2 separate regions of the Rattus norvegicus genome follow, and region 1 is linked to region 2. Evidence: chromatin contacts called from public Hi-C data. All regions are on one chromosome and are shown on one strand. The core of a region is the stretch at or near the end of the contact, and the rest is flanking DNA. Distances in the headings are between cores, read along the strand shown.

Region 1 (4,988 bases), core at 2,229-4,728, 58 kb before region 2:
GCTGCCACCCCAACCCTGAGGCTCACTGCCTCCTCCTTAACTATGACAGCCCCAGCAGCTTTTTGGTTCCTAGCCTTGACCCATTCCATCCTATTCCCCCACTTAATAGTATCTGAAATGGTTGTCTAAAACTCAAACCTTATTAGACTTGAAACCCTCCTTCAGGATTGAGAGTGGGGTTCCAATGGCTATTTAGTTATAGATGCTCACAGTAGCCAGAAGGTGGAGTCATGTGTTCATGGATGAATGAGTACATGTAAGGACTGTGGCATATGGTGTGCACATATACAATGGAATATTATTCACCCCTGAAAAGGAAGGTGTCATGGGTCATAGTATGGATAAGTTGTGAAGTTGTGAAGACACTAGGCCAAGGGAGTAAGGCAGCCACAGAAGACAGAACTGCAGGGCTCCACTGTACAAGGTTTCTGGGGCATCAGATTCATAGACAGAGACAATCATGGTTGCCAGGGTGGGGGAAGAAAATAATGTAAAACATTCTAGAAAGAGCTGGTAGGATGGTTGTCTGTTGTGTATGCTCCTGGTAAGAAAATATACATTTTGAACTAGTAAAAAAAATGGTAAACTTTATGCTTGTTTTGCCACAACTTAAACAAAACTTGATTACATTTTAAATTAGTTTTGTGCCTGTGTGCAGAGAAACATGTAGGTGCTTGGTCATGTGTGTAATGGTCAGAGTATAACCTACAAGAGTTGGTTCTCTCCTTCTATCAGGGGGTCCTGAGGTTTGAACTCAGGTCATCTGGGTTGGCAGCAAGCACCTTTACCTGTTGAGCCATCTTGCTGGCCCTAAACCAACACTGGAATATTATTCACCCCTGAAAAGGAGGTCATCTGACAGGGGTCATAGCATAAATAAGTTGTGCAGACACTAGGCTGAGGGAGTAAGTAGCAAAGAAAGTAAAACAAAATCCCTTCAGTGGTCCCTGTACCCTCAGCCTTTGAGACCCTCTGCCCCTCTCCACCACTCCTCACTGCAGGCTCTGACACTGTGGGGCTAGCCCACTTTTGTGCTATTTGGAGTGCCTATTAAATAGGCAGATTGCTCTTGGGTTCCCACAGACCACAGCTGCCATATTCCACCCCAGCAAAAGGCAAGTGACAGCTTCAAAAGTTTGGGATCTCCTCCCTGTGCATGCGGGGGTGATGACACTCGCTCCCAACTTGGCCCTGACTGCACCGGGAGCCGTAGGCTTCACACTTCCTGGTGTGAAGTGAGGTGGGGTTCTAACACCCTCACTTGGAGGCTGTTGGCTCTACTGCTCTTGCTTGTTGAAAAGACCGCCTTTGCCAGGGTTGGGTGAAGGCAGCCTCACCCAAGGGTGTCAAGAAAGAATTTGTGATGGTTGGTATCCATGCTCAAGTCTATGGGATTGAGAATCATATGGGAGATGGGCTCTGGCCATGCTTCTGGGAGTTTACTTTGATCAGGTAAATTAACGTGAGACAGCCTGCCCACCGTGGGTGCCATCATTCCCCAGGCAAGGGATCCTGGACTGTTTAAATAAAAAGGAGAGGAAAACGAGCCAAGCGAAAGCATTCACTGCTCTCCACGTCTCGACTTTGTGAGCTGTGTGACCAGATCCACCGAGCTCAAGTCACTTCAATCTCTCCCCTGCCACAGTGGACTGCACCCTTGAATTTTATAATAAAACTTTATACCAGCAGCAGCAGCAGCAACAGCAGGAACATAACTAAGGCGATGTGAGGGCAGCGGGTTGTAGTCCTCTAAAGCCAGCACACCCCACAGGAGGAGGCCTGACAGCCATCCGAGTGTCTCCTCTGTCATTATAGAGGAGGAAGCTGAGGTGAGGACTCTGCCCAGCACAGCCATCCCCAGTCAAGTTTCATTTCCTCCTCTGTGGCCCTGGGCTCTGTACCACTGTGAGGTCATTTGCTCAGTGTGGTCCGTCCTCCCACTGGTCTCTGCCTGCCAGCCTGTTAGAATGCTGAGGACCACAGCTAAGGTAGCTCTTCTATGTCACCTAGGTCAGTGGCTATCAGCCTTCCTAACGCTACCACCTTATAATACAGTCCCTCATGTGGTGGTGACCCCAACCATAGCATTATTTCATTGCTACACTTTCACTGTAATTTTGCTACTGTCATGAATCGTAATGTAAATATCTGATATGTGACCTTGTGAAGGGTTATTTCAACCCCAAAGGGGCCATGACCCACAGGTTGAGGACCACTGCCATAGGCTAGCAGAGTTAACCACAGACGTGGCACTGACATGATGAGAGGTATCTTATCTGCTCAACATCAAGGAGGATGAGAGCTCGTGAGCTACCTGTGGATGGAAACTGTTTTACTGCTGTGAACAGACACCATGACCAAGGCAACTCTTATAAGGACAATACTTAATTGGGGTTGGCTTACAGGTTCAGGGGTTCAGTCCATTATCATCAAGGCAGGAACATGGCAGTGCCCTGGCAAGCATGGTGCAGGAGGAGTTGAGAATTCTACATCTTCATCTGAAGGCTGCTAGCAGAATACTGATTTCTAGGCAGCTAGGATCAGAGTCTTAAAGCCCATGCCCACAGGGCCACACCTACTCCAATGAGGCCACACCTACTCCAACAAGGCCACACCTACTCCAACGAGGCCACACCTTCTAATAGTACCACTCCCTGGGCTGAGCATAGACAAACCATCCCAGCAGCCATCTTTACCTGACCCTCAGGAGATGGTGGTCCTCATAGATGTGGGACGAAGACTCCAGACAGGAGCATGAGGCCCAGGGACTGGGGTCAGGCACGCCAGGCCTCCACTCTGCCCTAATAGTGAAGCTTTACTGCACAGAAAGGAGGGACTGCAGGCTGCAGAGATGGCTCTGTTGGAAGGTCGATTATCTTGATGTACAAATCCCTGGTCTCCATCCCCAGCACTCCCGACCTGGGTGTGGAGGTGAGCCCTGTAATCTCAGCACTTGGGAAGTGGAGGCAGGAAGGTCTAGTGTTGGAGGTCATTCTTGGCTGCATAGTGACCCCCAAGGCTAACCTGGGCTACATGAGACCCCGTCTCAAAAACAAACAAAACAGAACAAAAAGAAAAAAAAGAAGGAAAAAATGACGCTGTTGTAATATGGAGATAATCAGTCATTTATCTCCCAGGCAGCCTAGGGTGCTCTGTGGTCTTGGGGTGGGGGTGGAGTGCTACGGAAACTGCAGAACTCGGGACTGGAAAGCCAGCTCTTCTCTTGCTCACCCCCCCCCCCCAACCCCCATCAGAGGACAAGTACCAGCTTCCTGTCTGTAAAAAATGAGAGTAACACTGCGGCCGGCCGCACAGGGAGAGGCGACTAGTTTAAACATGGGGAGTTCAGAGGGATCTTGTGAACAATGTGCATGGAATGCAGTGAGCAGAGAGCCAGTCAAGGCCGGCTGCAGGCACTCTGTAGGCAGCTTTGAGCTGGGCTACCAAGAAGTCGAGGCTGAGCAGGTCTATCCTGAGCACACTGGCTCGTGGGTGCCCTCATGTGGCCGAAGTGGGGATCACACTCAGAAATACTGGACCCTGGAGCTGTGCTGACCTCTGCAAGCTTCTTCCCAAGGGATCATAGGGCTGGGCTACACCTCTGTCTTTCTTTCTCCATGCGTCCTTCCCGAATCTCCCTTGCTGGTCTCAGAGTGAAGGGTGCTGGGTGTTGGGGAAGAGGGCAGTGTGGGGTCAGGATCTACAGGGCTGGGAGGTTGGGTCTGATTGACATGGATGATGTAAGTCTTTGGTGTTCTGGGTCAGATCCTATCTCTACTCAGAGTTTTCTTCATTCTGATTTTCCTCTTACTACTTCTGATTGTTAATGGGATGGTGTGGGCACTATCACTGTCTACAAGTTTTAGCTTCCCCTTGGGGTCACCCTGCACGCAAAGATCTCACAGGAAGTCCTGGAATGGTCCTCAAGTATGCTCTCTGCTCACCCTATCTCCCCTCTCTTCCTCTCTCCCTCCATTCTTCTCCTCTCCATCATTTTCCCCCCTCCCCATCATCTTCCCTCCTCCCCCATCTCTCATCCCTCCCTCCCTCCCCTCTGGTTATTCCCCCCTTACAGTTCTCCATCATTTTCCATCCATCTTTTCATAGGCCACGGTAGTTCTAGGCTTGTCCTCTGGTGAGCTCAAACTGTCCCTTACTTCACCTGTGAGGACGTGTCCCCTCAGAGTACGTGCCACTTGTGCAATGACCCTGTATTCCTGGACACAACTGACAACCATCAGTGTGTGTTCTTCTCTCTCTCTCTCTCTCTCTCTCTCTCTCTCTCTCTCTCTCTCCCCCCAGAACAAAGCCTGGTGCCCAGGCTCAGCAGGCAACTAGTGATCTGAGTCACATGGTAGACGGTGTCCCCCACCTGCCTGGGTGCAGTGGCCACCCCACCCTGGGCGCAGACAGTCTTCGGTCCACTGGGTGCAGCAGTCCACTATTGCATGGGACAGAACCAGGGGATGACAGTGGTACTTCTCCTAGGGAGGACCTAGGAAGGGGCTGTAGGCTGGAGGGGGTCTAAGGGCCTCCTTGGGAGAGAAGAGAGAGGGTAGGAATGACCTGTGCTAGCTCTGTGGAGAAGCCATGAGCTCAGTGTGTGGGTCAGTATGTGCTGTGGTGTGTGTGGTGGCATGGGAGGCTGGAGTGTGTGTGTGAGGAACAAGTCTCAAAAGGGAAGGGGACTGAGAGGCCAGGCCCCTTGTTTTCCATGACTGGCAGACAAGGAAGGACTGGCTTTGTCAGGAAATCTCTCAGGCCAGATCCTTGGACAGGTGTAGACTTTTACACCTTTGTCTCAGAATCATTTCCCAGAAACCCCTACCGGTCTGTGAGCGAGGCTGGGTCTGAGAGAGGTTCTGTGATTCTCCCTGAGTTACACAGACAGGGAGTGCTGGGGGAGAGCACCGTGACTAGTTGTAGGCCACAGTTTAATGAAGGCCACCCTGGGTTGTGAGGCCAAGGCCTTAATAGGCAGTCTCAAC
Region 2 (5,273 bases), core at 859-3,358:
AGTTCGAGGCCAGCCTGGTCTAAAAAGTGAGTTCCAAGATAGCCAGGACTACACAGAGAAACCTTGTCTCAACCCCCTCCCTCACTGCACCCCAAAGACTCAGGGAAGTAAGGAAACTTACCCAATATCATGGAACAGAGAGCTGTAATCTGTTACTCCAGGACTGGACTCCATGTCTCAAATCTACCTGATGTGCCTGGAACATCTTCATGCCTGAGGTCAGTGGCTGGGAGCCTCCCGGTTTGTTAAGGTGAAATGAACAGGTTGTCCCTGTATAGGGTGGTACGGAGTGTAGTGGGGTACCAGTGCAAGGCACACAGCCAGCCTTCTGCACAACTGTGCCCTTCGCCTGCTTCTTCCTGATCCATCCATCTTTTCTTTCACCCATTTTCCCAGTTTTCTAACACCAGAGATTTGAGACCGCCTGGTGCCGTCCCCACCCTTGGGGCTGCTGATTCAGCCCTTTGCCCTGGTGGCTGCAGCTTGAAACGGTAGCCTCCCTTTAGTCCTGGCTCTGTGCCCCAGGAATGCTACTCAGGGCGGGCTACACAAAGCCATGCCTGTGTGAGTCTGGTGGTGACCCCTGCGGTGGCCCCTATAGGGCTATCATCCCTCTATCTGCTTTCTTCTGGGCCCCCCAGTATTCCTGACTGGACCTGAGGAACCCATGTCCTTTTGGGATGCAGCACCAGACTAGAAGAATCTGGTGTCCTTCCAACTTGGATTTCACTTATGTGACCTTGTACCAAAGGCTTGGTCTCCCTGGGCCACAATGTCCCTAATTAAGGGATGGGATTAGGTCATTTCTGAGGCCCCTTCCAGGCCTGAGATTGCTGTTGGATTGTCTGCCTAAATACCCAGAATGCCTGAGCCCAGAGACAGCCCTGTCAAAGACCCTAAGGATCAGGGCTGGTGTACTTTTTTATTTTTTTATTTTTCTTTTTTTTTTCGGAGCTGGGGACCGAACCCAGGGCCGTGCGCTTGCTAGGCAAGTGCTCTACCGCTGAGCTAAATCCCCAACCCCACTTTTTTTATTTTTTAACTGTTAGTGGGGCCAGGAAGTCCAAGACCTAAATCTATCCCATTAGCAGTGGGCTGGAGAGCAATACTGTGGCCAAGACCCTCTAGCTTCTTACTTGCTCATACTCCGTGGCCTGGAGAGAGGCCGGGGTTGGGGTGGGAATAAATCCAAATACCTTTGAGGACCAAGGTCTCCAGTGAGGTGAAGCTTAGCTCAGGGAAGAGGTGTTCAGCAAAACTGAAATAACAGATCGACAAGGGTGAGGGACATTTGACATGAACTGCACAGGGTTTCTGACCCCAGGATACCAGGGCCAGGAGCCAGGCAGTGACTTTGCTAAATGTTCCCCAGTCTGCCCGGGAGGAATCGGAGGCAGAGTTCTCACTAGACCCAGGGCACACAGGCTGCCTCCCCTCGCCCCAGCCCCCGCCCCACCATGAACTTCTTGGGGGTTACTTCTGTGAGGGAGATAGCTTTAGGAGACCAAAGGTTGATTCAATGAAGGCAGGATTCCAGGTGCAGAAGATAGAATAAGCCATCCTTTGTCCAGCACTTGCGTGCGAGGGGCAGAATCCTAGACCACCTTGGGTAGGAGAGACAATACTTAGCTATGTTGCTGGGTGTTAGGACCAGGATAGCCTATGGAGGATGTGTGCCAGTGCCCCCATGCCACTCCCTCTGTCTCTGTAGCTCTTAGCAGATGACTCTTGGGCTCAGACTAGATCCAGGCTGCAGAGTCCCTAGCTCTGCCTCCCTTTCCCAGAGTAATGCAGAGCCCTGCCCCGTCTCTGCCGCCTCCAATTTCCAGGCCAAGTATTTCTCAGCTCTTGATACTCATCCTGGCTAATTCTTGGGGCATTTGACTCAAACAGATTCCCGTAGCTGGGCTTGGACCACAGATGCCCAAGGTGTTAAAGATCCGAGTCTCCCAGTATCTCCGAGGCAGATCCCCAGGCTGGAGCGGCGGGAGCAGGAGGAGGGGACTGGGAAGCCAGCTCAGCATGCTCCCTCCTCCCTCCCTCCATCCCTCCGCCCTCCTAGCTCAGTCGTAGGCCTAGGGGTTGGGCCTGCAACAAGTTATCATCACAGACATGGGCCAAGGAGCCAGAGGCCGTTCGGGGTCTGTGAGTTGAGCTTGAGGCTGCAGGATGAGGGTGAGTGGCTGGTGGCCTCCCTTCTTCTGTCTGGGATGGGAGCTGGGGGTCATAGTCTGAGATGCCTCTGTTCCCCTCTTTCTGGTAAGCACATAGCTCTTTCCCTCTGGCCTAGCCAGCTAGCTCATTGGAAGATCTCCTCTTCTCTGCTACCCTGCACTTCTTGTGTTTACCTGCCCCTGCAGGGACTTCCTCCGCCCCCCCCCCACACCTCCAAGCCACTAAGCCCGGCCCACCCATCTGGATAACAACAATGGTACCCCAGCTACCTGCCAAGATGCTCTGGCTTTTTAGGTGAGGTGGTGGGAAACAGAAAGACCCCTCTATGGTTGGTGTGATCCCCTATGCTTAGTCCTGCCTGCCCCCCCTCCCAGAACCCCATCAGGGATACCATCTGCGATTAGTACTATTTCCATGGAGAGGGCCCTGCTTCCTGCTTCCTGCTCCCAAGCTGCAGCTCTGTGTCTCTGAGCATCTGACTCCTGACTCCCAAGGGACCAGACCAATAGGAAACAAAAATGTCTCCAAACCACACCGACTCTCCGGAAGTTCTTTGCCTTTCAAGCCCTATACAGGAAGAGGAGGGAATGGGCACTTTGAAGTCTTTGACAAGCTAGGCAGTTTCCCAGAGTGTAAGTTGCCTGTATTGCCTAGCAAGGCAGACATGTTGGCATCTTGTGTGAATGAAAGAGGGGCTAAGCTGCAATCTCTAGGTCACGTGACCACTAGGTCACACGTTTGTTAGTTATTTGGATTCCCCCCCTAGGGTGGGCATATGGCCAGAATAAAGTGTGTGTGTGTGTATATATATATGTGTGTGTGTGTGTGTGTGTGTGTGTGTTTGTGTGTGTGTATGTGTGTATGTTTGTGTGTGTGCCTGTGTGTATCTGTGTGTGTCTGTGTGTGTGCATGTGTGAACGTGCGTGTGTGTCTGTGTGTGTCTGTGTGTGTGTGAGTGTGTGTGTCTGTGTATGTGTGTGTATATGTGTGTATGTTTGTGTGTGTGCGTGCGTGTGTGTATGTGTGTATGTTTGTGTCTGTGTGTCTGTGTGTGTGCGTGTGTGTGCCTGTGTGTGTCTGTGTGTGTGCGTGTGTGAATGTGCGTGTGTATATGTGTGTGTCTGTGTGTCTGTGTGTGCGTGTCTGTGTATATGTGTGTGTATGTTTGTGTGTATGTTTGTGTGTGTGTCTGTGTGTGCGTGTCTGTGTGTGCGCGCGTGTGCGCGTGCACTGTGGGGGGTGTTGCTGCGACCTGTAGTTAAGAATAGGCATGGAGTTGGTCTCTGAGAGGTTTCCCTGCCTGTGGAATAGAAACAGCAGGCCCCAGCAGTGTGGACAGAATCATTCCAGAAAGGAGGTGTCTATGAAGACACCTCCTGTTGTCACCCTGGCCCCCAGAGATCCAGAGCTTCTGTCCCTTTAACACATAGCCTTTCATGAAGTAATCATTTTACCTTCTCAGCCTGTATTAACCACAGAAAAATATTTTTGAATTTGTACTAAATGTTAAAGAGGAACAAAAAGGAAATAAACAAAGAGACGCCAGAGGTGTAAAAAACCAGTCTGGTTTCAATAGCACTTTCTGATCTGTGATAATTGGGTGGAGCCAGCCCCCGAGCCTGTCACCACCTCAAAGGCCCACTGCAGGCTTCCTGCCTATTGGTCCAGGTTCCTCTGGTGTCCGGCCTACTTCCTGCCCCACTCTGGAAACTCTAGACCTCATCATGTTCAAGTCTCAAGATGGAACCTTACCATCTCTGATTCCTTTCAACTTCCAGGTGCTTTCTGTTCACCCCCTTAATTTCAATTTACCACCTCAGTGGCTGATTGGTAGGCCTGTCATGATTGACACAACCACCTTCAAATCACATGGCTTCTGGGCAAGTGGTTTGTTACCAGAGGATGAGCCCTGCTAACCAGCCTTATGTTGTTCCAAAGGGCACATCTCTGACTTGTTCTTCAAGAGGGACACCTCCTGCTTCTGCACAGAAGCACGGGCCTGCAGGGTTAACAATGCCTCGGTCTCAGGGACCCTAGGTCCTGCTACCTCCTATGTGCTTGCAAGAGATCTTGCCAAGGTCAGCAAACAGCCTTTAGAGACATTCTCCATCTCCTTAGTTAGTTGGATATCTTCCTTGGTGTCTTAGTGGAGGAGGGTTTGTGCCATTGGAGTGTCACCACGAGGCCTTCCTCCTTCCCAACCCACGTGGCAGTGACCACAGTTGATAGACGCCAGGAGGCTCGATGGCCAGTCTAGTATCGTCTCCCCACCCCCCAAGGCTTGCTTCCCCGGAGGCCCCAGACTTGCCTTACACACACAGAGGTCTTACTCTGCTCCCCTAGTAACACTGGGTCTGCCATGGCTACAGTGTTATCCCTGGGCCTTGACACACCAGATATGCTGAGAGAAATGTATCTCTTTCTCCTTCCAGGTCATCATGGGGACAGCCAGCCTGGGGTCCATCTGGGCAGTATTCCTTCTTCCTCTTGTGTTTGGGGTCCCCACAGAAGAGCCTACCTTTGGGGAGTCTGTGGCCTCCCATCTCCCCAAAAACTGTCAACGATGTTGTGACCCTGAGGACCCACTGTCCCCTGCTGACACGGTCAATGCTGTTCCCCCCTATGTCCTGCCCGAGGTCAGGCCGTACATCAACATCACCATCCTGAAAGGTGAGTTCCCACACTGGGAGGGCGTGGGGTAGGTAGGGACGGAGTGACAGCAGAAAGCAGGGCAGGCCTTGCCTAGGCCCTGTCTGCCTTTGGTCTGCATATGCACAGCACGTAGGATGTGGAGGGAGCCAAGGAATAGGTGACACTCAGCGAGCAGATTCCCCAGGTTAATGGAGTAGGTGAGGGAAAGGCCTTGGGACCCAAAATGTGGGCAGAGGGTGTTGGGGTGACGTGTGGGGCATAGTCAACAGCGTGAGCATGGCAGGCCACAGGGCTCCTGGGAAGGCGATGTGTAAGCTTGCATTCACGGGGTAAGGGGCTTCCCAGCAGGGGTGTGAAAAGAGATATCATGGTGAAAAAGACGGGGTCCACGGGGTCACCAGCCACCACCAGGATATAGTTTCTTTCCGTGGGATCCGAGGAGTTGA

The links. A called contact is a pair of places that touch in the nucleus more often than the background predicts.
Region 1: a Hi-C map of kidney shows a contact between it and region 2, with 3 times the contacts expected there. The contact joins the enhancer-like site here to the promoter of C1qtnf6 in region 2. A contact is called at or near these places in 3 of 12 Hi-C or Micro-C datasets (Schwann cells, hepatocytes and kidney).

What each region holds. Positions count from the first base shown.
Region 1 is chr7:112,021,296-112,026,283 of GRCr8, reverse strand. No RefSeq gene overlaps it. Among named protein-coding and RNA genes, the nearest start is that of Cyth4, 9.0 kb to the left of the region's middle. Within about 2 kb of position 3,478, at least 10 of the 93 cell types and tissues checked have an H3K27ac peak or open chromatin away from gene starts, as enhancers often do. A contact at or near this core is called in kidney, where this site is marked.
Region 2 is chr7:111,961,699-111,966,971 of GRCr8, reverse strand. It overlaps C1qtnf6 (C1q and TNF related 6), which reads left to right and starts at 2,108. Exons shown (of 3, transcript NM_001034932.1): 1 at 2,108-2,175; 2 at 4,608-4,845. The coding sequence starts at 2,170. It overlaps LOC120093686 (a long non-coding RNA gene), which reads right to left and starts at 2,023. Exons shown (of 3, transcript XR_005487247.2): 1 at 1,197-2,023; 2 at 122-270.